Linked DNA regions of Hordeum vulgare: region 2 is linked to region 1. Evidence: chromatin contacts called from public Hi-C data. All regions are on one chromosome and are shown on one strand. Each heading gives the region's core, a stretch centred on a gene start, on an enhancer-like site or on the middle of the called end of the contact. The rest is flanking DNA. Distances are from core to core; before and after follow the strand shown. Region 1 holds the start of LOC123444224 (protein PLASTID TRANSCRIPTIONALLY ACTIVE 7). Region 2 holds the start of LOC123444226.

The links. A called contact is a pair of places that touch in the nucleus more often than the background predicts.
Region 2: a Hi-C map of leaf shows a contact between it and region 1, with 2.9 times the contacts expected there. The contact joins the promoter of LOC123444226 here to the promoter of LOC123444224 in region 1. A contact is called at or near these places in 2 of 6 Hi-C or Micro-C datasets (leaf and seedling) and 1 of 1 datasets of contacts at active chromatin or transcription factors (embryo).

What each region holds. Positions count from the first base shown.
Region 1 is chr3H:455,193,864-455,200,968 of MorexV3_pseudomolecules_assembly, reverse strand. LOC123444224 (protein PLASTID TRANSCRIPTIONALLY ACTIVE 7) reads left to right here and starts at 3,769. Exons shown (of 4, transcript XM_045120883.1): 1 at 3,769-3,953; 2 at 4,061-4,141; 3 at 5,034-5,386. The coding sequence starts at 3,822. The coding sequence ends at 5,366.
Region 2 is chr3H:455,636,742-455,644,135 of MorexV3_pseudomolecules_assembly, reverse strand. It overlaps LOC123444226, which reads right to left and starts at 1,285. Exons shown (of 7, transcript XM_045120886.1): 1 at 965-1,285; 2 at 707-839; 3 at 413-516. The coding sequence starts at 1,026.

The sequences.
Region 1 (7,105 bases), core at 2,520-5,019:
TTAATTTTAGCACGCACCAGAAATGTTTCCTTGCCAATTTCCACTTACCAAAGGCGCTTCTCTCCATGACAACGACGCCAGAAAAGATTCTTAATGACCCAAAAGTATAGGGGATCAATCATAGTCCTTTCAATAAGTAAGAGTGTCAAACCCAACGAGGAGTAGAAAGAAGTGTCAAACCCAACGAGGAGTAGAAAGAAATGATAAGCAGTTTTTAGCAAGGTATTCTCTGCAAGTGCTATAAGTAACAATGATAGATTGTTTTGTAGCAAGATAATTCATAACAAATGACAAGTAACAATAGTATCAAAGATGCAACAAGGTAGCACAATCTTTTTGTAGCAAAGGACATGCCTGAAAGTTCTCTTATATAAAGTAAGTGCTCCCGAGGACACACATGAATTTCTGTCTAGTCATGTTCATCATATTGAGTTGATTCGCGTTTGATACTTTGATTATTTGATATATGGGTGGACCTGTGCTAAGGTGTTGTTCTTAATTGAACTAACAACCTACTTATGATTACCCCCTCTCGCAAGCATCCGCAACTACGAAAGAAGAATTAGGATAAATCTAACCATAGCATGAAACATGTGGATCCAAATCAGCCCCTTATGAAGCAACACATAAACTGGGGTTTAAGCTTTTGTCACTCCCGCAACCCATCATATCTTTGTTACTCCACAATGACTCCCTTTAGGCCCATAACATGGTGAAGTGTCATGTAGTCAACATTCACATGACCCCACTAAGAGAAGTAACAACATCCATATCATCAAAATATCGAACGAATACCAACTTTATATGATTACTTATAACAAGACTTCTCCCATGTCCTTAGGAACAATAATTAATACTCACACACCATCAACATGTTCAAGATAAGAGGTGTAATAATAATAATAATTAAGGATCTGAACATAATATCTTCCACCAAGTAATCCAACAAGCATCAACTACGAGGTGTAATCAACACAACTAGTAACCCAGAAGTACCAATGTGAGGTTTTGAGACAAAGATTGAATACAAGAGATGAACTAGGGTTGGATATGAGACAGTGTTGGTGAAGATGTTGATGAAGATTGGTCTTCCCACAAAGGAGGAAGCGTTGATGATGACGATGGCTTCGAGTTCCCCCTCTCGGAGGGAAGTTTCCCCGACATAATCTCTTTGTTGGAGAGCCAAAGGGCCACTGTCCAGGTTTGCGCCTCGAGACGACGGCGCTTCATCCCGAAAGATGACTTATGCTTTTTTTCTATGGTAAAACCCACCGCATAGGAGAAGATCGTCATCACAGGGCCAGCTGGGGTCCCACAAGCCATCAGGGCACGACCTGGGGGTGGAGGGTATTGGCTTGTGCACATTTGGTGGTCCCTCTCCATATATTTTTGGCCCACAAATTCTCGAATATTCCAGAAAAATTCTCCATAAAGTTTTAAGTCATTTGGAGAAAGTTGATTTTTCTGCCTTTTTCTCGGTTTCCCGATCCAGAATTCCAGTTTCAAATATTTCCTTCGTAGTGATGTACCTTGCATATTCAGAGAGAAAGAGCATAATAATTGTATGATAATAAGGAATAATGGACATGATCAACACAAATATCAATAGTAATTCATGATGCAAAATGAACGTATCAAACACATGGCCACAAAGTTGTACAATCTCATGTCACCTCGCATCCTCCTGAAGCTTGGCATTGATGTCATTCGACTTGTCTCCTGGCCTTCCTTCTCGAGGATCTTCGCACTTGGATTTTGGCAACAATTGTTGGGAATGGGTGGCCATTCCTATCTCCACCAGGTCCACGATACACCCACGTCTTGATCAATGCCCCCCACATATCATGCACGCTCGTGGTCTTCTGGAGGGCGACTCCCTTTCATGGATGATGTTCACCATCGTCATCAATGCCTAAACTTGTTGCTCCAACACGCCGTTCGCTCGGGTCTGATCAAGCGCCTTACCAACCATCACGCCGCCTACGGTATTTCCCTTTACACCGACGATGTCGTGGTTCTACCATCCTGATCCACCTTAGCTCAAAATCGTGCATGTGCTACTGGACACCTTCGACACTGCCTCTTGTCTCCACACAAACTTCAGCAAATGCTCTCTCCTCCACATCAAATGCTCACCATATGTCTCAGTAGCACTGGGTGCGGTTCTCTCTTGCACGGTTGCATCCTTCCCAATCACCTCCTTCGCCTTCCCTTCTATGTGAAGGTACCGTCACCCTCCTCGCTTCTCCCCCTCGTCGACAAGCTACTAAAGAAATTGCCATCTGGAAGGCCTCCCTCCGCACGCACGTCGAGCACGTCGCACAGGCGCGACACGTTCTAACGACTATGTGGGTGCACATCTATGGGTTGGGGAGATACATTATTTATCTTCTAGTATATTTTCTTTCCTTTCTATTTTTAAAATCTTCCAAAATTCATAAATGTTTTATTAAACTACAAATTTTTTATTTTTTCAAGAATAATTTTTATTGAAGAATAACTTAAAAAATACAACAAAAAATAAACAAAATTCCTTTATTTGGAAATATGAGATATTTTTGAAATTGATTGAACATTTCCATCTTTCGTCGAGCATTTTCTTAAATATAGTACATTTTTACTGTTAAGAAAAATTACTCTGCACTGTAATTTTTTTAAAGAAAATCGACTAAAAAATCGATCATGAAAACCGCTATGATTCATACCGAGCACCGATATGAGCCAGCCTAGTCACCGACGCACCATACGTTTGCTGATATTCTAATGCATGAAGCGTCAAATAGGGGCTCTCCAATGGTTCATTCGGCCCTTGGGGTTTCAACACTACATCCATCGATGATCAATGTTAGGCCATTTACTTCATTTGGGCTTTGCTGAAAGCCCACATATATGCTTCACCCCATATTCTTCTGTTGTGCATCAAAGTTGGTGGTTCTATTTATCACATAGGTTGGCGGTTGTCGACCAAACGCGCATCCCCTCACTGGTCGCACTTCCAAGTAGCGCTCACTCCATCCACCGGTTTTGGGAAGGTTCTATACCTTTTTTTCATTTTTCATATTTTTTTCCTCTTTCCATAACCTCTTTCATGTTTGTTTTTTCTTTTAGTTTCGTTTTTTCCTTTTTTATTCCTTTCTCACTTTTTATTTTTATTTTTCAAACATATTTTGAATTCATGGACATTTTCTAAAATCATGAAGATTTTTTGAGTTGTGATTTTTTTTGAAATTGTAAATTTTTCTGGAATCACAACCATTTTTTTAGAAATTCTTGACATTTTTGAAATCACAATCAGTTTTACAAACTTTTGAATATTTTTGAAAACCATGAACATTTTTTTTCGAAATTGTGATTGCTTTTTAGTAAATTGTGAACATTTTTAAATCAGGAATGTTTTTCAAATTTGTAATAATTTTTACATGTCACGAATTGTTTCCGAAATCACAAACATGTTTTCTGAAACTCATGAATATGTTTGAATTCATGAACATATTTTCAAATTCTAGAATAATTTTTTGAATTCAAGATTTTTTTTGGAAATCACAGACATTTATCAAATTGAAGAACTAAAATCGAAATCGTGAACACGTTTTGAATTCATGATCTTTTTTAAAATTTCTGAAGATTTTGAAATTCGTTTTTTAAAATCCCAAACATTTTTAATGAAGCCAAAAAGAACAACAGGAAAAAAGTAGCGGCACCCGCGCCGCACATGGGCAGGCCCAAAAGCATGCGCAGGTCGATGAATAAGGTCCCGCAGCGCTTGCTCGTGCCCAAACAGGTCGAGAACTGGATGAGGTAAGAACCTCCCGGTCCAAAAAATGTCCATGGCAATGGCCGCTTCCTTCGCCGCCCGCCACCACCACGGTCACCTCGCCGCCGGCCTCCCCTCCATCCCTCAAGCAAGCGGGAGGACTAGCCGCAGCGGTGGCACCATCTCCATGAAGGCTCAGGTGGAAGCCCGACCCAGGCAACCTACTTCCCTTCCCCTTTTCTTCTCCTCCTCGCCAACTCACGCAATCCTTATCATTTTGTTTCCATTATCTCGTAGAAAAAGCAGAGCAGTGAGCCTGGAAGTGGGAAGGGGGCCGGGGACGGGCGAGTCAGCGGTGGGCGGCGAGTGTGGCGCCGCCGGAAACTGGTATGCGCAACAGCCGAACAAGGCCGGTCTCCTCGTCTCTGCGTGGTTGTTTCTGTTGGAATTAGGACGGTGAAATACGATTGGGCCTAGAACTTTTGCGTCCCTGTTCAGTGGAGTAGGTTGGGCATACTGATGTTCAGGAGACCCGAGAACCATCATTCGGTGTCCATTACCATGTGGTGTACAGTATTTGACAAAATCTAAAACACAGCCACACAGGATAAATGATTGGCTTGTGTTCATCGAAGTTCAGTACAGGGATACATATAGCTCTGCTTGTAACAGAGCCAGACGCACACTGAATCGGAGATACATATAGTTCAGCAAAGGGAGAGTTGTGTGCTTGCTTGTTATGTTATGATAAGTAATGGAATCCGGACCCACTTTGGGAGGTTCTTAAAGAAAATGGAGAGTTGTGTGATGAGATATATATCAATTTTACGCAGGCCCTTTGGTCGTGCTGGGTCATGACCTTGCATTGAATTGCAGTTTTTTCTAAACTTGTCAAATAAGAAGTTGGTGACTCTTATGCTGCAGACTTTCTTTCCAACTGATTTACGCTGCGGTCTTAGACTATGTTTCTTGTAGACAATCCAATCATTGTCATGGGAAGTAGGAACGAGCTGCCTTCTTTTCCTTCTGGGTAAACTGTGTCACACGTCCAGCGCTGCTTGGCCATTTCCGAGCAGTTATGCAGGCATGCAAGCAGCTGTATATCACACATTTGTTGTTTGCATAGGCAATAAAACCGCCATGGGATGAAATCAGTTGAAATGGAAACAATAGGCATTGTTGACATGTATTAGAAACTTTACATTCTTTCCTTATTTCCATCTTATTTGCTAGCACCATCGTGACATCATGCTTAAAAATCCCCTTCCGTTTGTGGCAGACCAAAGAGGATGATATGTTGCGTTACAAGTTGGATCGTATCCCTTTCTTAGAAGAGAAAGTGAGAAAAGTAAGGGAAAATGGGAAGCTTGTGTGCTTGGATATCAACCAGCTCATGTTATCTCAAGAGAATAGGTTTGCATTCACAATGGAGGTGGCAGAAGAAGCTAATGCCTATCTTGAGAAACACAGGCATGAGTATGGATTGAAAAAACCTATACTACATGTGCTCAGTGACCGCATGAATGAAGCTGGATTTTCTCGGCCAGAGGGCTACCTTTATCCTTATCCTATCAAGCCCGGGCCTTATTTCATAAAAGAAGAAGGCAATTGAATAGAATCACATGCTTTATCGTAAGTATATCTCACAACTCACTCTCCAATTACTCTTTACTTCCTTCTCTATGCTTGAATTATTATCCTCAGTTGTATATGTCATGAGTGCGATGAGTGTGCTTTCACACAAGCATGCCCTAGTGTGGGAGAATCTGGGTCTAGTCAGAATCGAGAACAGAACAGAAGAGCACAGAACAGCTTGAGCTCACAAGAAATTATTATCACTGCACCAAATGGCATCATGTATTTGTAGCACTTGGTGCCCTTTAAAATGAACCAGTCCCAACTTCACTTGACTAGACTATTTAGAGGATAAGAGTAATATCTATCCCGCTCTCTGATATATTTGGATATATAAACCATACTGCAGGTGTTTTGAAAATCATACAGGCTTTGCTACCGCGAGTGACTGGTCGCTCATATGACCCGCTTTCATGTAGTAATACCCCACACGGTCATTTGCAGGGATATGTACGAAGGGTCTTAACTCTAGCCATTCCTCCCGGGCCTTCGGCGTGGATCATGCCTAGAGTTTGCACCTCCATAGTCATAGTCCTGAATCTCTGTGAGAATCTTCCTGCTGTGCCCCTGCATTTAGAGCACAGAGAACAAGAATACATGAAATTTAGCATATGAATAGATAGAAGTTATTCTGTTCATCTGGTATTTGTCGATTGAAGCATAAATTGTAGACATATTTCCTCTAGTGAAGCATAAGTTATATAGCAAAAGTGACCAACCGTTAGAGGAAAACATAAAGAGCTAGAAAGTATTAGCTAGCACTCACATATATGTCTATGGAACGGAAATAATGAAACACAACAAGCATTGCGGTCAAAAACTTTGAGATCAACATAGGCAGACCTTTATGAACTTCGGGGGAACAGCATTATCAATTTCTACCACTATGGTTTGGCCTGCATGAAAAAAGAAGTTGTTGTATATATATTTAATGACGTAGTAAAATACTGGGAAGAACAAATAGCAAACACCATACCTGCAGATGCATTGAAGAGAGCAATTAGAAGAATGATGGCGAGTACAAAAGTGGGTTTAGGCATGTTGTTCTCCGCTAGCTGCTAAAGGAGACTTGTTCCCTGGAGGATTGTTGGCGAGAAGCTATTGCGTCTCTGCCCCTTTTATACATGGATGATGGGTTGAGCTGTAGGAAAGAGAGAAAAAAGGTTTTACTTTGGATATGGTCTACCAGTAATGATTGTTCTACAGGATTATCCTGAAACTTGATATCCCACAATACAAGGTCAACTGCATTTGGCTCAAGCTACTTTAAAACCTAACCTGTGTGTTCTTCTTTAAAACGTTTGTGTTAACAGCACCATATTCTTATCATATTGGATGAAATGTCACATATAGCTTCGAATGGTAGATACTAGATAGCAGTAACTAGACTTGAAATTATTCGTAGTCTTCCTCTTGATCAGCTATGCATGGAATGATGGCTTAACTCTGCAAAAGGATTGCCATGATTAGATTATGTCCTAGCCATTTCATGAGCTGAGTATTCCACAAAATACCAATGTTATAGTGATGATAAGGTTCTTACCTCTGCATGTTATAATGGTGCCTATTTGGTGCAATATAGAACCTTAATTGTTGAAGCAGTGAAAATGTACCATTTAACCAAAAATTGATACAGTGCACCACCCATTATCAACTGGCATCTGCTGAGCGAATGGGGCAGGCAACAGTAAGTGGGTTGGGTGCATACTGACAGCT
Region 2 (7,394 bases), core at 36-2,535, 450 kb before region 1:
TGCCTGCACTTTGGTCATGGCCAATATTTGTTAGGGTAAAGTGTGATCATTCAAACACCCTTTAGTTTTCAGATTACCCAGGAAAAGACTCTACATGAATAATATGGAGCAGTTTTTATAAGCTCGGAAGAGACCAGCTAAATCATGATTTGCTGATCAGGAAAAAGATAAAAGGTAACTCATGACCCGAGAAACGATACCCTAGTTCGCTGATAATGGATAGAAGATAACTCCTACCCTATCAACTATGCAAATAATTAAAAAATGAGATGTACAGTAACTGGTAGTTCTCAAACTATAAACCGTGTGTCTGCTTCTCTAGATGAAAATAAAGCAATTTCAGACAGACATCAGATAAAGACATGGAGCAGTAGGTACTGGTTTACAGTCAAGAAATATAAACTTGGCTTACTTCTGTGAATCAATAATGGACATGCGTGCCACTATAAGTTCGCAGTACACTTCGATCAGGTCATATGCTTGCATGAACTTCTCTTCCCTTATGACATGTTCAACCTGTGGGGGAAATGGCATAGGTCAGTAGTAGAAGAAAATGCCGGGCAGAAGCATAGAATTTTGTGACAAGCGGACGGACGTACTTGAGCACAGAAATTGGCAATAGCATAATGTAACAGGGAAGATAAGTTAGCACAATCGACCAACCATTGGCCCGATACTCAGTTCACACAGACACATCGAGGCTTACCCTGATGCGCGCGGTCTGGTCCTGGTTTCCGTCGAGCAGCTGCGCGACCTCGCGGCGCATCTGGCGCACCTGCACCTCCTTCTTGTTCCGCAGCAGCTTGATCCGCGCCATGGCCATCTTGAGGGCAATCTTGCTGAGACGCCACAAAAACAACAACAACAACAACAACAACAAGCGTTCAATTTCGCACCCCGCGGAAACCAACGGGGAAAGGAAAGAAGAAGCAAGAATACGCGAGCAGGGACGATCTGGACTGACCACTTGTCGGGCTTGAAGCCCTTGCTCAGGACGCCCGACAGCTTCCCCTTGCTCCTGTGCATCTTCGCCGGCCCTCCGTGTCCCCGCGCGCCGCAGCACCACGGCTAGATTCGAAGGGGATCGAATCGAATCGGCTCCGTCGGGGGGCCGGCGGGGCTGGCTATAGAAGTATTAGAAGAAGATGCTTCTTCCTCTCCGCGTTGGTGAGGTAGATTGGAAAGGGGGCTACCGCCAAGGGGAAGGGGAGGAGACTTGTTGGTGAGAAACACAACCGTTTGTTTGCGGGTGGGATTTCCGTGACGCGTGAGCGGCGCTTTCGCCCCGCCTTCTTCAACGCTTCCGTTTGTCGATTCGCGTGCGGGAGGGGAGGGAGGAGGGGAGGGGCATTGACCTTGACCGCCGCGGGGCCGCGTGGAGGTGGGATTTTTCGTTGGTTTGGCGGGGATCTTCGGATGGCAGGCACCTGGCAATTTTTACCATAAACAAAAGGCACTTGCCAATTTCTGTTCTTCCCCACACATTTCTTTTTCTTTTATAAGGCTATATAGTCGTAATGAAAGTATTATAGGTAGTACTTCCTCCATTTCTAAATATAAGACCTTTTAGAGATTCCACTATAAAGTCGTAATGAGAGTATTATAGGTAGTACTCCCTCCATTTCTAAATATAAGACCTTTTAGAGATTTCACTATAAACTACATACGGATGTATATAGACATATTATAGAGTATAGATTCACTCATTTTGTTACGTATGTAGCCTCTAGTGAAATCTCTACAAGGTCTTATATTTAGGAACGGAGGGAGTATCATGCATGTCAAATAGATTATCTTGATGAGGTGGCATAAAATTAAATGAAGACAGAGAGGGTTCAGTATCATATCATGATAATGTATCATATTAAATGGTGTGTTACTATGTGTCATGCATGGTACTCCCTCCGTTCCTAAATATAAGTCTTTAAAAAGGTTTCATTAGTGGACTACATACGGATGTATATAGACATAATTTAGAGTGTAGATTCACTCATTTTGCTCCGTATGTATACTCCTAGTGAAATATCTTAAAAGATTTATATTTAGGAACGGAGGGAGTAATAAATAACATATTTTATGATACTAACATATGATACTATGAATTACGGGTGTAATATGCATAATACTAATATATGATACTCCATATTACAACCAGCCTAAAAGCATAAAAAGCACTCTGCAGGTGTGGTCAGCCATTTTATGTTGATGAATGCTTGAACAAATAGGTTATTCTTGAAGAATGCATTTTTCTTTTCTGGAAATGGGGACCAGACTCACCCGATCTGCACATTGGGATGCAGAGAGCCATAAATGTACTGAACAAAAATCATGCCATACGCATCAAGATCAAACACATCATCAACATAAAAAATACTACCCCCTTCTAAAATAATTGAGGCCTCCTTTGGTTTAGGTTTAGAGAAATAAAAACATTCATTTGGTTCGGAGAAGTAAAATCCTATTTCTACGGAGGAATCATTTCGATCCTTCACATTTCATAGAAAAATAAATGTTAGCCTAGACCCACGGAAGAAATGGATCAAAGGACATCTCTTTTTCTATTCCTATTGCTAGGATTTGAGACACATGTCATCTTATTCTCTGTGACTTTTCTATTCATATGATTTTTCTACCCTATAATCCAAAGGAGGCCTGAAGTTTTGGATTTGTCCTATATCAAATTTGTTTAAGTTTGACCAAATATATTTTGGCATGAGTTGTGCTAGAAAGTAGGAAATATTGAGTATCTGTGATTTGATAGAACAAGAATTAGATGACATGATACGTCTCCGTCATATCTATAAGTTTTTATTGTTTCATGCCAATATCCTATCACTTTCATATACTTTTGACAACATTTTACATTATTTTTGGGACTAACTTACTTATCCAGTGTCCATTGTCAGTTCCTATTTTTTGTATGTTTTTTGTTTCATAGAAATTCCATATCAAACAAAGTCCAAATGCAATAAAAATTTATGGAGATTTTTTGGAATATATGTGAATTTTGGGAAGAATGATCAATGCAACACGGTGCCGGGGGGCCCACCACGCAACAAGGTGCGCTTAGGTGGGTGGGCCACATCTTGTTAGCTTGTGCCTCCCCTTTAAATAGATTAGGGGCCTACTTTTGCCGCAACAAACATAATTTTACAATTAAAATTCCCTCAAAATTTCATCCTGATCGGAGTTGCGGATCTCCGAATATTTAAGAAATTGTGAAGGGCCAGAAAACAATCGCGAAAACATGAGAGAAACACAGAGAGATATCCAACCTCGGAGGTGCTCTTTCCCTCCGGGATCCATGGCAGCCATGGACCAGAGGGGAAACTCTCCTCCCACCTAGGGAGGAGACCAAGGAAGAAGAAGAAGGGGGATCTCTCCCCCCTCTCTCCCGGTGGCGCCGGAGCGCTCATACGTCTCCCATGTATCTATATTTTTTTATTGTTCTATGCTCATATATTATCATTCTAGGATAATTTGGGGGTATTTATTTACCTATTTATATTATTTTTGAGCACTAACCTATTGACCCAGTGCCAAGTGTCAGTTGTTGTTTTATGCATGTGTTAGAGCATATTTCTCCATATGTGGTTTTGGTAATTGATAACAATCCCTATGGACTAATGGTTGCCTTGAGATTGCTATCTAGGTACTGGCTATGGACCCATAGGTCTGTGATGAACTACTCATACATCATCGTGAGGGCAGCAAGGTTGATGAAGAGGCCCTTCGTGATCGATACCCCCTCCGGCAAGGTGCCGAAACGAAGCTCCAGACGGTCTCCCGTCGGAGCCGAGACTCGCGGCAGCATAAAAAGTGTCTTGTGACTCCTTCTCGTGTTTCTAGGGTATATGAGAGTTTACAAGCCAAAGAACGAAGACGGGAGGGCCTCGAGGGGCTTACAAGCCAACAGCCCCCCCTCCCCTCGAGGCAGCGCCGGGTTAGCTTGTGGGGCCCTCGTGTGGCCCCCAGCCTTCCTCTCATGCTTGTTGCTCTTCTTTTGGTCCAGAAAAAATTACCAAAAAGTTTTAGGCCAATTGGACTTTGTTTGTTATGGAAACGGGAAAAGTGAAAAACATGCAAAAAACGGCAACTGACACTGGGCACTAGGTCAATAGGTTAGTGCTCAAAAAATATATAAATTGATAAATAAATACCCCAAAAGTATTATAGAATGATAATATACCAGCATGGAAAAATAAAAAAATTTAGATACGTTGGATACGTATTGATAACCCACAAGTATAGGGGATCGCAACAGTTTTCGAGGGTAGAGTATTCAACCCAAATTTGTTGGTTCACCAAAAGGGAAGCGAAAGAATATTCTCAAGTATTAGCAGCTGAGTTTGTCAGATTCAACCACACCTGAAAGATTAGTGTCTACAAGCAAAGTATCAATAGCAGAGTAGTATGATAACAACGGTGCCAGAAACGATCTGTTGACCGCAGACTATTCCTAACTGTTGTATCAATGGCGCCAGTAGGTTGCACGTGGGCGAGTAACTATTCTTCCCCGACAACAGTGTCATAAAAGGATCTTGCAACAAGTAACAGCGAAGTAGCAAGGAACAACAGTAGCAGCAGCAGCAGAGTAACAGCAGTAGCAACACTGGCCCAATCCCTTTTGTAGCAAGGGACAAGCCTAGGCAAAGTAACGTAGCGAGGACCAGTAGTAAAAGACTCGTAGGCAGTGGATCGGTGATGGATGAGTATGACAGATGTGATTCATCATGTAACAGCTATAACATGGAGAGATATGTAACTAGCTCTCGTTCGTCAATCTAATGTAGGCATGTATTTCGTATGTAGTCATACGTGCTTAGGGAAAAATAACTTGCATGACATCTATTGTCCATCCCTCCCATGGCAGTGGGGTCCTAATGGAAACTACGGGATATTAAGGTTCTCCTTTTAATAAAGAACCGTACCAACGCATTAACACGCGGTGAATACATGAACTCCTCATACTATGGTCATCTCCGGGAGTGGTTCCGGCTATTGTCACTCCGGGGTTGCCGGGTCATAACACATAGTAGGTGACTACAACTTGCAAGATAGGATCTAAAACACACATATATTGGCGACAACATAATAGGTTCAGATCAGAAATCATGGCACTCGGGCCCTAGTGACAAGCATTAAGCATAGCCAAGTAGTAGCAACATCAATCTAGAACATAGTGGATACTAGGGATCAATCCCCGTCAAAACTAACTCGATTACATGATAGATCTCATCCAACTCATCACCGTCCAGCAAGCCTACGATGAGATTACTCACGAACGATGAAGAGCATCATGGAATTGTCGATGGAGGAAGGTTGATGATGACGATGGCGACGATTTCCCCTCTCCGGAGCCCAAAACGGACTCCAGATCTGCCCTCCAGATGAAGAACAGGAGGTGGCGGCGCCTCCGTATCGTAAAACGCGATGAAACCTTCTCTCTGATTTTTTTCCGGGCGAGACGGAATAAATAGAGCTGAGTTTTGAGGCGGTGGAGCCATGTGGGCCCCACAAGCCCTCATGGCGCGGCCTAGGGGGTGGTCGCGGCCTGTGGGCTTGTGGCCCACTAGCACGCCCCCTCCGGTGGATCTTTGCGCAAGTATTTTTCTTTTATTCCAGAAAAAATCTCCGTAATTTGCAGGACATTCCGAGAACTTTTATTTCTGCACAAAAACAACACCATGGAAATTCTGTTGAAAACAGCGTCAGTCCGGGTTAGTTCCATTCAAAGCATGCAAATTAGAGTCCAAAACAAGGGCAAAAGAGTTCAGAAAAGTAGATACGACGGAGACGTATCACGTATCAAGCATCCCCAAGCTTGATTCCTGCTCGTCCTCGAGTAGGTAAATGATAAGAACGTAATTTTTGATGTGACATGCTATGTAACCTTATGCATGTATGCTCATTGAGAAACGATAAATTAACAAATATTGACACAACAATACTTATAGGTATAAGCAATAAAATCATTAATCTTTCAAAGTACGATCCTCAAATATTGCCTTACCCCATTCAGCTTATTGTATTGGCAAGGCATGGCTCCATATTCACCACACTAATACAAATATCAAGCACCACAGTATCCAAGTCAGGCAATTGGATCATACCTTTCCAATATGCATCAACTTTTTATTCTTCACACAGTACATGAGTGTGAACCATTGGACGTAACATATAGGTGGAACAGAATATGGTGGTAGGTTTCAAAGGGGTAAAAAGTGGAGAAGATAGTCTCACATCAACTAGGCATACCAACGGGCTATGGAGATGCCTGTCGATAGGTATCGATGCAAGGAGTAGGTATTGCCATGCAAATGATGCACTAGAGCTATAAGTGTATGAAAGCTCCACTCAAGTTAAGTGGGGTGTGCATCCAACTTGCTTGCTCATGAAGAACTCGGGCATTTGAGGAAGCTCGTCATGGGAATATACAAGCCAAGTTTATGAAAAAGTGATTCCCACTAGCATATGAATGATATAATATGATACTCTTTATATGAAGAACAAGGTGCCACTTTGAGGCACAAGTGTCGTAAAGGATAGTAGCAAAGTCCAATCTCTCTTTTTCTCTCATTCATTTTTTTCTTGTTTCTTGTTTATTTTCTTTCTTTATTATTATGGTGGGCTCATTTGGCCTCCCCTATTTTTATTTCCTCACTCGGACAATGCTCTAATAATGATGATCATCACACTTCTATTTACTTACAACTCAATATGAAAACTGATAGAACGATATGGCTCTTTATGAATGCCTTCTCCAGTGTACGAGGTTGTGAAAAGATCTAGCATGAGATTTATCAAAAATATGATGGACAGTGGCTTTTTCACAAATACTATGTCGGCTCTATATGATCATGCAAAGCATTATGATGATGAATGAACTAGTCATGTGAAGTGACGATGGCATTTGCATGGCAATATATCTAGGAATGGCTATGGAAATGCCACGATAGGTAGTTATGGTGGCTGTTTTGAGGAGGATATAAAAAGGCTTATGTGCAACACAACATGTCAAGTCATGGGGTTTAGATGCACCATCGAAAGTTGCACCTATCCTCAAGGCGAGAACGGGCGATGCATGGTACGGAAGAGGCTAGCAAATATGAGGAGGTGAGATTGCGTATGTCCATGGTGTCACATTAGTCATGAAGTACTCATGTACTTATTGCAAAGTTTTATTAGTTTTATCACAGATCAAACTACTACTCGCATGCCTAGAGGGAGAGGGTTGGTAGGAATTAACCATCGCGCGACTCTGACTCAAAACAATACTAGGATTCCAACGAGGAATAGAAATGCTCACACATCATCACCTTGCCCTTGTAATTTTTAGATGAAGAAGTTTAACATCTCTTAATATCAACACCTCTTTGAATTAATAATTACAC